Linked DNA regions of Sus scrofa: region 2 is linked to region 1. A link is a contact called in public HiChIP or PLAC-seq data. All regions are on one chromosome and are shown on one strand. The core of a region is the stretch at or near the end of the contact, and the rest is flanking DNA. Distances in the headings are between cores, read along the strand shown.

Region 1 (6,367 bases), core at 917-3,416:
AGGCTATGCCACAGCCACAGCAATGCCAGATCCAAGCTGTGTCTGCAAACTACCTCCCACTGAGTGGGGCCACGGATTGAACCCACATCCTCATGGATACTAGTCAGGTTCATTACCAGTGAGCCACAACAGGAACTCCAGGAGCCCTCATTTCTTTTTCTTTTCTTTTTTTGCCTCTTAAGGCCACACTGAGGCATATGGAAGTTCTCAGGCTAGTAGTAGAGTCAGAGCTACAGCTGCCAGCCTATGCCACAGCCACAGCAACCCAGGATCCAAGCCATGTCTGCGACCCACAACACAGCTCATGGCAACACCGGATCCTCAACATACTGAGCAAGGCCAGGGATCAAACCTGCATCCTCATGGATACTAGTTGGATTCATTTTGCTCAGCCATGATGGGAATTCCTGGAGCCCTCATTTCTGACAGCGGTTCCTTAAGAAACAAATCCCGGGAGTTCCTGTCGTGGCGCAGTGGTTAACGAATCCGACTAGGAACCATGAGGTTGCGGGTTCGGTCCCTGCCCTTGCTCAGTGGGTTAACGATCCGGCGTTGCCGTGAGCTGTGGTGTAGGTCACAGACACGGCTCGGATCCCGCGTTGCTGTGGCTCTGGCGTAGGCTGGTGGCTACAGCTCCGATTCAACCCCTAGCCTGGGAACATTCCATATGCCGCGGGAGCGGCCCAATAAATGGCAAAAAGACAAAAAAAAAAAAAAAAAAAAAGAAAAGAAACAAATCCCCAGGGCCCTTAGCCCACCTGGATTAAGTCCCTGTGGAAGATGTGGTCTCCCCTGGCAATGCTGCCAATAGAGACTGGGGTGAGGGCATATTTGCCCCAGTCCTGAGGGAGTAGGGCCCAAGTGACCAGACCTGTTTCCCAATTATTAGATGCAGCCTAGGGAGCAGGGTTGCCCCATGCCCTCCCTCAGGTGGGACAGACATCCCTCCAGTTCAGCCAGCTTAATCTCTTAAAAGGACAGAATTACCCCTGGCCAGGGATCAGCTAGAGTGGGAGTGGGGAGGGTTAAAAACAGCTGGGACTCACCCTGCTGGCAAGAATGTGGCATGTGGCATGTCAGGACAACTGCAGCTCAGGCTCTGGAGCCATGTGCAAAATGCATGGAGGTAGATGGTTGTCAAGCTCTGTCAGCCCAGCCATGTTTTTTTTTTTTTGCCTTTTCTAGGGCCCGGCGGCATACGGAGGTTCCCAGGCTAGGGATCTAATCTGCGTTGTAGCTGCTGGACTACTCCACAGCAACTCGGAATCTGAGCTGCATCAGCGACCTACACCACACTTCACGGCAATGCCAGATCCTTAACCCACTGAACAAGGCCAGGGATCAAACCCGCAATCTCATGGTTCCCAGTCAGATTTGTCAACCACTGCACCACGATGGGAACTCCAAGCCCAGCCATGTTTAACAGGCATGTGTGTGCAGCCATGAAAGATACCCAGAACGGGTGGTCAGACACACAGAACAGACATCATGTGTGGAAACAGCTGAGAATCCAGTTGGTCAGGACGTGTACTAATAGCACAAGGAGCAAGGGCCCATGGACTCTGGCTGGAACTCAACACTTGCACATGTGTTCCCATCTGGACTATGAGAGGGTCTCTTCTCCCTTGGGGACCACAGCCTCCTCCCTCCAGGCCTCTGATTGACATGCTGGGTCCAGGAGTCCTGGAGAGCTGGAGCCAGCTCTTTTCCTTCCTGTCCTGTCTCTTCTCACTGCCACCTTAGCAGGGACGGCAGCGAGGTTCACAGTAGGCCAGCCAAGCAGGTCTCTTTGGCAGTTCCAATCCCTCCGGCCCTGGTCCTGCACATGTCTACACTCCACCCTCCGCTCTCAGACTCAGCAATCCCGCAAACGGGTCTCAAGCTCCAGGCACTTCCTCCCCTAATCGCCCTCCCGGGGCCAATCCTCCCCCCAAAGTCTCCTCACGCCCCATACCCCTACCTCCCTCATTAGCTTTCCTCCAATCCAGCTTCGCCTCTAGCCCCTAGGCGAGCCGAGGGGGCGGCCCCCCAACTCCTGCGGCAGGCGCGCGGCTGGGCGGGGCGCGAGCCGCAGCGCTGCTATAAAGGGCGCCACCCGGTGCTGGCCGCCACTGCTGCCGCGCCTGACGCCACCCGCCTTCTGACAGCGCCGCCGCCTGCCCCTGCCATGGGTCGACAGAAGGAGCTGGTGACCCGCTGCGGGGAGATGCTCCATATCCGCTACCGGCTGCTTCGCCAGGCACTGGCTGAGTGCCTGGGGACCCTTATCCTCGTGGTGAGTGGAGGGACCCAGAGAAGCCCTTCTGCCTCCAGACCCACAAGTCCCGGTCCCGCTGTGCACAGGAGGAGCTGTGTTTTTTAAGACAGCCCCGATTCCTCTCCCAGCTCTGATCGACCCTCCCCAACCCCGCGGCAAACTTCACCCCTTCCAGAGTACTCTTCACCCATAGCTGTAACCCCGTCTATGACAGCTCTGACTCTTGCCAGAATGACAGCTGTTATGCCCCAGTGACAGTTCTGATAGCTTACCCTCTCACAGGAACCTATCCCACAGGCTGAGGGAGGGTCACTCTGCAGCTTGGGACCTCCAGCCCTTTCTGGCTCCCACAGTTCCCCAGGTTTCCAGAGTCCCAGACCTGAGAGGTAATGGGAGCTGTGACAAATGGGTCCCATTAGGTTATTTGGGTCTGGGATGCCTGGCTTTTAATGAATAATTAAGCCTCAGAAAGTCCAAAAGTTCCTCTGACGTGAGGACAGTTTGCCACGGGGGCTGGGGGCAGAGGGCGGGAGCCACACAGCACACAGCAGAGAGGGAAGTAAGGAGGATCCTGAAGATAGGAGACAGTGGAAGGCAGCCTTGCCTCAGGCACAGAAGACATGGTGTCATTAAAGTTTGACCCCTAGTGCTCAGCGACTCCTAGACCTGGTCAGTTACCCTGACAGATGCTGTCAGCCTCTGTGCAGAAGCATCTCAGTTACTCTGGGGGTTCTCTGAGAGGGACACTTCCCTACCCCAGTTATTCCCCATCCCAATTATTCCCTGGTTACGCCAGTTATGCTCTGGGTTGTTCCGGGGCGACTCTGTTTGCATTTCTTGGGTCTGGAGGACACACCAGTTATGGGGCTCCATTTCCTGTCCCAGTTACTCTCTGATTTTCAGCCACTCTTGTGGTTACACCTGTTTTTCTCTGGGTTACTTCTGGGTTCAGTTAGTACCCTGCTCGTGTCCCAGTCCCAGCCCTAGGTAAGACAGACCAGCCAGCTCCCTGGGGACTAGGAAGAGGAACCAGGGACAAGTAGGGCTGGGTAGCCCACCCCACAAGGTTTCATGGGGAGAGGAGGGCTGAGACTCTCTGGCTTCCAGGAACAGGAAGGGGGGAAGCCAGGCAGGGTAATTATCAACAGCCCCTCCCCAGCTCATGGTCCTGCCAGTCATCCCTTCTCTCTCCTGTGCTAGGAAGTGGGGGTGGGGTGGGCGGGCAGGTGCTTAACACCTCCTCCCCCAGAGCCTTGTGTCCCCCACGCCCTCTCTGATTTAGGGTCCAGCCCTGTTTGAGAGCAGTAAGGACAGGGGAAGCTGTCTTCCCTTCACAGAAGGGCCTCCCAACTGCCACCCAAGTCTCAGCCCCGCCTCCCCATCCCCACTCCTGCAAAGGAGCAGTCAGGCCTCCTGCTGAGCCCTAGGAGCATTTGGCTTATTATCCCTGACCACAGAAGGAGGGTGTTACCTTTTTGAAGGCTTCCAGGCTCAGGTGCTTGTGAGGCACTGGATGTCCGTGCCCAAGGAGGAGGGACCAGGCTGGGAGACCCCCGAGTGGTGGGTGAGGGCTGGCCTGCATACCTCTGTGGGCTGGGGCCCTAGAGCCTACAGTGGCAGAAAGAGGGCTGGGTTTAGGGAGCGGGAAGCCTCTTTCTCTGGGGTCCCTTGTAAGGTGAGGAGACGAGAAGGAGCGGGGAGGAAGAGGAAGATTAGTCCCAAGGTGGTGGAACTGGCTCTGACAGCTTCCCCCTCCAAGCCCTCCTGGGATGGAGCCAGGTTTGGGCCTCAGATGGGCAAGGAGCCGAGGCCAGGGCCTGCCAAGCCAGGCAGGGTGCCCCAGACCCTCACGTGCCTGTTCTAACACACACACACACACACACACACACACACACACACACACACACTTACAATCTCTGATCTTTGCTCTCACCTGCTTGTACACCTTTGCCCTGCATCACCACCCGCTGGCTTCCCCACTATCTCTTGGTCCTCCTGAAGGAGGATAATCAAAATGCTTAACAATCCAGTACAATGGGACACTGACCCATCAGAAAGGACAAGGGTCCTTAGCACAGGTCTTGGAAAATTTCTGATAGGTCAGCATAAACACTTCAGTTATGGTGAGGTGGGAGAGGAGAGCCAGGGCAGGGCTGGAGCAGCTTTGGGGGGCACTGGGGAGCTCAGAACAATAGCTCTTTACAGGTGGTACCAAAGCATATTTGCATTCAAACAAGAGGAACAGATATCCAGCCCCTCCTAGGCTTGCAGGACATGGGGGACCTTAGTCCCCTTGAATCCCATTTCTGGCAGGAAGCTTAGAACCAATCTCCCCACGTCCACTGCGCTGGGGGTCCTGGACTATGAATAGTGAGAGAAGCCCCTAAGATCTCTTTCTTTAAAACCTCCAAATCTGGGTGGGGAACCCGGACCCCTGGGGGCAAGGAGGGCAGAGTGGGTAGAGAGAGGAGGCTGTGGGACAGGGACAGGCCAAGGAGGCTAAAGGTGCTGAGAGGGTGACAAGGAGAGTCAGGGGTTCTGACACCCCAGATTCAGGAGAAGCCAGCCTGACTCCCAGACTCCTCCTTATTCCTTCGTGCCCTCCACCCCCACCCCAGCTCCTCTTTGGGGCAGAGAGGGAGGCAGCTGCAGGTGGGGGGTAAGTGAACCTTCCCACATCTGTGGGCCAGGCCTGAGGGGCTGGGGGAGGACCTGCTCAGGTGAGAGTGCCCCTTACATCCACTCCCATAGAGAGTCAAGGAAAATCAGTGAGGGCAGTTCAGCCATCTTCTGGGCCCCTAATCATAGGAGCCCAGTCCCTTCCATAGGACCCTGTTATATTAAGAGTTGGGACATTGAGGGCATGTCTGCCTCTTCTGTGGGGTATAATTGCCACAAGAGAGGGTGGGGTTTGATTCCATGAAAGGGCTTCTCATCCTCCTGTCTCCCCATGAAGGCAGAGGGAGGTAGCTGGCTTCCTCCCTTCCCTCTGGAGCAGGAGTCACTGGTCTTCAGCTGAGCCTCACTTTCCTTGCTTTGTTCTGTTTCCTGACACAGATGTTTGGCTGTGGCTCCGTGGCACAGGTCGTGCTCAGCCGGGGCACTCATGGTGGTTTCCTCACCATCAACCTGGCCTTTGGCTTCGCTGTCACCCTGGGTATCCTTGTTGCCGGCCAGGTCTCTGGTAAGGCCTTCCCCTGACCCTCAGCCATCAGCCCTCCACAGAACTTCCACCAGGTGTCCCCTAAAGAATGGGATGGGGTGGGGAGCTTTCCCAAGGGCAAGGTATAGCCATGCCTTAGCTTTGGACCCTTGGAAGAGGAGAGTAGAGGAGGAATTTGATACTTAGAACCTTAGGCGCTCAGCTTGGAATCAGAGATTAGCAGAGTTGGTCTGTTACATAGTCCAACCTGCCATTCTGCACAAGAAACCCTTCTCTGCACCCCTGCTCACCAGGGCCAGAGAGGGAGAACATGGGATGGGGGGAACCCTGGCCTCCCCACTGTGGTAGGCAGGGGCTAACAGGGGCTCCCATCTCTCCTCTGCTTAGGGGCCCACCTGAACCCTGCTGTGACCTTCGCTATGTGCTTCCTGGCCCGTGAACCCTGGATCAAGCTGCCCGTCTATACCCTGGCTCAGACTCTGGGAGCCTTCCTGGGTGCTGGGATCATTTTTGGGCTGTATTATGGTGAGCATTCCCATCCTGCACTCTTCCACTGCTCCCCTCCCTCTGTCTGGGACCTGCTAGCACCAGGCCTTTCGATGACAGACAACTAACTGGGGCCTGTCCAGGCTCTGAGCTCATGACTCATTCACGTGCAGGTCCAGGGTGGGGGCACAAGGGGAAAGAAATGAGTTGGGCAACAATGGAAACTCAGACCCTCCACCCCTCACTCCAGAGTAATAAAGTGGTGATCACACTCACCTACGACCCCTGGGAGGGTGGACCCAGCCTGAGAAGGTAGGTGGGACTCAGGCCTCTGCCCTCACCTATTTGGTATCTAATCTGTCACCAGATGCAATCTGGGCCTTCGCCAACAACCAGCTTATAGTCTCAGGCCCCAATGGCACAGCTGGCATCTTTGCCACCTACCCCTCTGGACACTTGGA
Region 2 (6,105 bases), core at 1,525-4,024, 54 kb after region 1:
CAAGGCATGCATTAGTTTCCAGGCCAGAGATCGAACCTGCTACACAGGAGCAATCTGACTGCTTGTAGTGACAACACTGGATCCTAACCCACTGTAACACAGGAGGACTCCTTCCTGGACACTGACTGGATGCCAAAAGCAGTGGGGTGAGAGGACTGCATATCTTCCAACCCCACTCCAGAGGGGCAGGGACTGAGCCAAGGCTGTGCTGTGAATCTGATGCCTAGCTGGGACTCAAACCAGGTAAGTGTGCAAAGCTTCAAGAGGGGTCTTCACTGAAACCAGAGCTAGGACACTCAGTTAAATTTGAATTTCAGAGAAACAATGGGTAAATTTTTAGTGTAAGTATGTCCCAAATATTGCAAATACTGCTTCTCTGAAATTCAAATTAACTGAACATCTTCTATTTTATCTTGTGACCCTACTCAGAGCCCCCTCGGTAAAGATAGGTATTTCCTCTCTGCCCACACCATCTCCATAGGCCCTGGAGATCACCCTAGGCTCTGTCTAGATCCAACTCTGACCCCAGTGCCCAGCCTGGAAGCCCCTCAGAGCCTCTCTTCTCTCCGTGGTTGAACTTTCTGCCTCCTCAGCCTCTACTTCTTCAGTGCTGTGGTCATCCTCCCTCCACCAGCCCACCAAGGCCAGTCTGTCCTCAGCAAAGGAGCCTCCCTGGCCTTCCTGTGCCTCTTTTTGTTTTGTTTTTTAGGGCCACACCCAAAGCATATGGAAGTTCTCAGGCTAGGGGTCGAATCTGAGCCTCATCTATGACCTACCCACAGCTCACGGCAACACCGGACCCTTAACCCACTGAGTGAGGCCAGGGATCAAACCTGCATCCTTATGGATACCAGCTGGGTTTGTAACCCACTGAGCCACAACAGGAACTCCCCAGCTCCACTTCTGACCCTTCCCTCACCCTGACCTCATCAGGGCACACAGGAAAGGAACAAAGGCAAGTCTGCAGAGGGGAGTGAGAGGCAGAGCCTTAGCCAAGGTGTGGCAGTAGAGGAGTTTGTTTCTTGTTTTTATTTTGTTTTGTTGGCTGCAACTGCAACTTGCAGAAGTTCCCAGGCCAGGGACTGAACCTTCACCGCAGCAGAAACCCAAGTCACAGCAGTGGCAATGCTGACCCTTAATACACTGAGCCACCAGGGAACTCTAAGTTTGTTTCTTAAGGATGGTATCTGATTGGACAGCCTACCTTGCCTCACTGTGCAGAATGACCTGCTAGGCAAGTAGAGGTGGGGACGTGGGCAAGCAGGGGAGGAGGCCTGGGCAATGCAAGCTCCAGACCTGCCTCAGTCTACTGGCACCCTCTAGAGGACAATCCTATTCCCAGAGCTGGCTTTGCAACCAAATCTTGTATCACCTCACCACAACCCAGGGGCTGCCGCCTCAGAAGCTTCCTGGACCCACTGCCCACCATCCACTACTCAACCTGGCAGGTCTCCTGACATGCTGCAGTCCAGCACCCCCTCCCTCATGTCTCAGCACTAGGTTACCTGCTCACAGCTCAAACTGGCCCACATTTGGAGGCTCAGCCATGCCCTGGCTCCAGAAGTTCTCTCAGATGACAGCTGATCCCCTGGCTTACTCCTGACCCCACCTTGGTCACCCCACCCTCAGCCTTACACTCTGGTTCCTCTTAGCTCTTTCACAGAGGCCTGGCTTGCTGTTCCCAGGGGAGGCATTTTCCTGAGGCTGGGGCCTAGGTCCCCCTTCCCCCACTCAGATGGAGGCTCCTAGAGGATGAGGCTTTTTCTCCTCCCCCTCAAAGGACCTTCAGAGAACCAGAACCAGGCTTGGCTTTCTACCTCCCCTCTTAGACTGAGGTTTCCTTGCAAATCTGGCTTATGTGGCTTTCTTCCTTTCCAAGTGTGCGACCCCTGGGCCCAAGGCCTGAGCATCCCCTACCTTCTTTGGGATGAGGGTTTCCTTAGGACTGATCCAGGGTCTTCTCCCCAACCCCTCAACCTGGTTGTTGATCTCCAGAACTTTCCACCTCCAATCCCCATTCTGTGCAGCTCTCCCTACCTGGGGGGCCCTCAGGAGCCTCTGGGGCTTCCCCCAGGTCTGGGGCCCTCAGAGGGGTTCCTCTGGCTCTGGGATGGACACCTGGCTTGGAGCACAGGCCCACCCTCTGAGGCTCAGTGCACCCACTTGGAGCTCCACTCTGACCTCACAGGGCTGCTTCAGAACCCTGTCCCTATGGTGCTGCTGGCAGGAAAAGGGATGCTATTTTGGGCAGTGTGTCTGGATTTGGCTCAAGCGGTATGGGCCAAATCCCTGTCCCACTGACCTCTCCCCTGGAGGAGCAGAGCAGAGCGGAGCAGAGCAGTGCTCAGGGCCACCCGGAGGAGGACTAAGAGGTGGGCTCGGGACTGTGGAGCCCTAGTGGGGGCCATAGCCAGAGCCTGAGACAGTCACGGAGGAACAAGACCAAGACCTGCTGTAAGTTCACTCTGCCTGCCGCAGGACAGGCCAATAAATTCAGAGATGAGTTGTTGGGGCAAGGAATAGCGACTTTAATCGGAAAGCTAGCAGACCGAGAAGATGGCAGACTAGTGTCTCAAAAAACCATCTTGCCTCAGTCTGAATTCAGGCTCCTTTTATACTGAGAAAGGGAGGGGGAGGGGCCAACGGTCACTCACTAACTGTCACTTGCTGGGGGAAGGGCCCACTGCAATGCTGACCAATGGCTGAACAAGGCCACTAAAGGTTGCTCACTAAAGGCTGCTCACTTACAAGGAGCCCCCAAGGCTGAGCTTGGAAGCATAAGGCACTTCAGCAGAGTAAGTTGGTCCCCAGGCAAGGCTGGGACAGGGGTCTCCCCTGGGGCCCCGGGACTGGGAGTGCCATTCCCTGGAAACCCTGTGGGGAGGAGGGGACCATAGGACTCTCTGGGGAAGAAACCCCAGCTGGGAGCTGAAGGCTTAGGTGTCTGTTCTGGTTTAGTCCTGAGTTGCTGCATCATACGGATATGTCACACTTTCTGGGATTCAGTTTCCTTACCTGTAAATTGGCTGCCGGGAGCACCAGCCCTGGAACGGAGATTGGGAGGATGTGTGAGCCTGGGCTGTCCACAGAGCCGGGGGTGGGGTGGGATGAGGAGTAGAGACCGGTGGCCCTGGTCCAAAGCAGAAAGGATGCAGATCAGAGAGATGGGTGGATTTCTGGCTTTGCCGCTGGAGAGGTTTTCACCCCCCGAGTCCTGTCCTGAGAGGCCAGGGCTGGGGCTAGGGGGTTTCTGCAATCAGGGATTGGGACGTGAACCTAGGCTGCAGTTAGAGGGAACTGGGCTAGAGCACAAGCAGGACACGGAGGATAGGAGATTCCAGGGTTAGTTCTGTGCTCTCATTTGTGAGGAAAGTGGGAATAAAAGGGAATTTTCAGGAATGGTGAGAGGGTAGACTTTGTTCTGAGGTGGGAGTATAGACTAAAGGAATTTTCAGGACCCCTCCTGTGTGTTTGTGTCTCTCTCTGTGTGTGTGTGTGTGTGCGTGCAAGGAAGGGGTAGAAGAGGTCCTGGAAGGTCAGTTTAAGTCAGCAGCAAGAGAGTGTGAAGCTAGACTAAAGGCAGTAATACCCACCTATGTGGGGGTGGAGCTGCTGAGAGGAGGCTGTGGGCATCTCCATTGTCCAAGGCAGGAGGACCTCCACAGGGCCTGGTCCAGGGCCCAGGGATCCTCAGGCCAGTGTGGGTCAGGGGTGGGGCCCCAGGGCCTCTCCCCATTGGCTGAAGCACATTGCATCTCCCTCCCTGCCAGCTTGGCTGGGTTGAGGGGTTGGCACTGGCAGGAGCTTTCCCTGTGGCTTCTCCCCGGGGGGCTGAGAACTGATGAGAATGAGGGGCCAAGTTCTGTGTCATCCCTCAAGCCCTAGTGACCTCTTTTTGGGTCCACAGCATCTAACAATCTCAAAGACAGAATATGACTGAAAGAGACAGGAAGAGGCGGTAAGCATCCCACCCATTCCCCTACCCCAGCCTCCTGTCCCCCACTCAGCACACTCCCAGAGGCCCCCGCCCCACTCTCTCCCTCTCCCTCATGGAGGCTGACCCTCCCAGACTCCTTCCTTCCCACCCCCACCAGACCACGGGGCCCAGAAGAAGGGCCACTCCCGCCTGCACCAAGAGGGAAAGCTCAGAAAGACCTGGATGAGGGTTGGGGTTGGCCAGTGGGTTCCAGCTGCCCCATGTAGGTTGTTCTCAATTGAACTGAACTCACTGCCTCACACCCTGGACGGCTCATGTCTCTTTGGGGTGAAGGCTTGCAATGGCCAAGGCCCTGCCTATTTAATGCCCATTCCCTCTCTGACATTCCCCCACCCCACCCTCCCCATTCCAGTCACAATAACCTCCTTTCCTTTCCTTTACTCACGCTCAGAGTCCTTCAGTGACTGTCCCCTCTGCCTAAAATAGTCTTCTTACAGTCACCCAGATGGCTCACTCCCTCAGCCCCTTCTTGTCTTTCTTTGCTCAAATGCCACCTTCTCAATGAGGCTCACCCAGACCGCCTCATTCAAAACCGCCCCCCCACCCCGCTTTTCCTTGCTCCATCTTTCCCATAGGATGCACTACCCTCTTTTAGACAAATGTACATTCTTACTACATTTCATCACTGTCAGCTAGCTGCACACAGGCAGGGATATTTGTCTGTACTCTTGGAGAATGAATGGGTACCCCTCTGTGCTGATGACATTGCTGTCTCTGCCCTGGCTCTCTCCTGGGCTTTAGATCCTGTTTCCAAAGACCCACTGGGGGAGTTCCTGCTGTGGCTCAGCGGGTTAAGAATCTAACTAGTATCTATGAAAGTGTGGGTTCAATCCCTGGCCTCTCTCAGTGGGTTAAGGATCCGGCATTGCCGCAAGCTGAGGTGTAGGTCACAGAACCTGGAGTTGCTGTGGCTGTGGTGTAGGCCAGTGGCTGCAGCTTTGATTCAACCCCTAGCCTGGGAACTTCCATATGCCACACATGTGGCCCTAAAAAGACACACAAAAAAAGTCCTATTGGGTCTCATAGCTCTCTCAGTCCCAGCTGAAAACAGCCATATCCACTCCCCCAAGCCCATTCCTCCTTCTGTGCTCTGAGCTCAGTCAAGGATCCCTCCATTTCTCCTCTACTCCTCAAGCCAGAAGTCAAGACCTTGTTCTTTTTTTTTTTTTTGTCTCTTGTCTTTTTAGGGCCACACCCACGGCATATGGAGGTTCCCAGGCTAGGGGTCCAATTGGAACTCCCAAGACCTTGTTCTTTTGTTTGTGTGTGTGTGTGTGTTTTGTCTTTTCAGGGCCGCACACGCAGCATATGGAGGTTCCCAGGCTAGGGACTGAATCGGAGCTACAGCTGCCGGCCTATGCCAGAGCCACAGCAACGCCAGATCCAAGCTGTGTCTGCGACCTACAGCACAGCTCACAGCAATGCCGGATCCTTAACCCACTGAGCGAGGCCAGGGATCGAATCTGCAACCCCACGGTTCCTAGTCAGATTCGTTTCTGCTGCACCACAATGGAAACTCCTCCAGATGTGCATCTCTAAGCAAGACCTCGTGACCAGCAGCCTCCTTACTGGTCACCTCCACTTAGCTGACTATCGGACTCCTCAAACTCACCACACCCAGAAGGGGACTCCTCATCTTCCTGCCTAAGCCTGAAGCTTCTCTCCTGTGCCTCATGTAGGCCATGGTGCTGCTCTAGCCAGAGCCTGGGGTCATCCCTGTCCCGTCCCTCTCCATCCTCCTCTCTAATAAGATACCACGTCTTTTAGTGTGACTCTCTTCCTCTAGCCACCTCACTGCACCTTCATGGCTCAGGCTGCTGTTACCTCTCAGCCCGTCTGATTGCTCACCTCGCTTCCACTTCTGCTCCTTCATTCCAGCCTCCAAAGAGGAGGCAGTACTCCTGTGTAAATCCTCCACCCCATGGCCCTCTGGGTTGATGTGGGACTCCTCAGTGTGGACCATGAGGCTGTCTGCCCCTCTCTGCCCATCTCGAGTCACCTTCTCCCCTCTCTCTGCGGCCCATCCTTGAAGAATTCCTCTACACATCACATGTTGTCAGAGCTGCAAGCCTTTGTCCAAGCCATTCCTCAGCCCAGAACTTTCCCTG

The links. HiChIP or PLAC-seq counts read pairs in DNA pulled down with a chosen protein or histone mark.
Region 2: a contact with region 1 is called in an H3K27ac HiChIP or PLAC-seq map of skeletal muscle. The contact joins the promoter of AQP7 here to the promoter of AQP3 in region 1. A contact is called at or near these places in 3 of 5 promoter capture datasets (fetal skeletal muscle and liver), 7 of 47 Hi-C or Micro-C datasets (alveolar macrophages, embryonic fibroblasts, epiblast stem cells and 2 more) and 1 of 2 datasets of contacts at active chromatin or transcription factors (skeletal muscle).

The regions. Positions count from the first base shown.
Region 1 is chr10:33,043,208-33,049,574 of Sscrofa11.1, forward strand. AQP3 (aquaporin 3 (Gill blood group)) reads left to right here and starts at 2,167. Exons shown (of 6, transcript NM_001110172.1): 1 at 2,167-2,275; 2 at 5,315-5,441; 3 at 5,808-5,945; 4 at 6,274-6,367. The coding sequence starts at 2,168.
Region 2 is chr10:33,096,410-33,102,514 of Sscrofa11.1, forward strand. AQP7 (aquaporin 7) reads left to right here and starts at 2,775. Exons shown (of 8, transcript NM_001113438.1): 1 at 2,775-2,795; 2 at 3,908-3,958. The coding sequence starts at 3,933.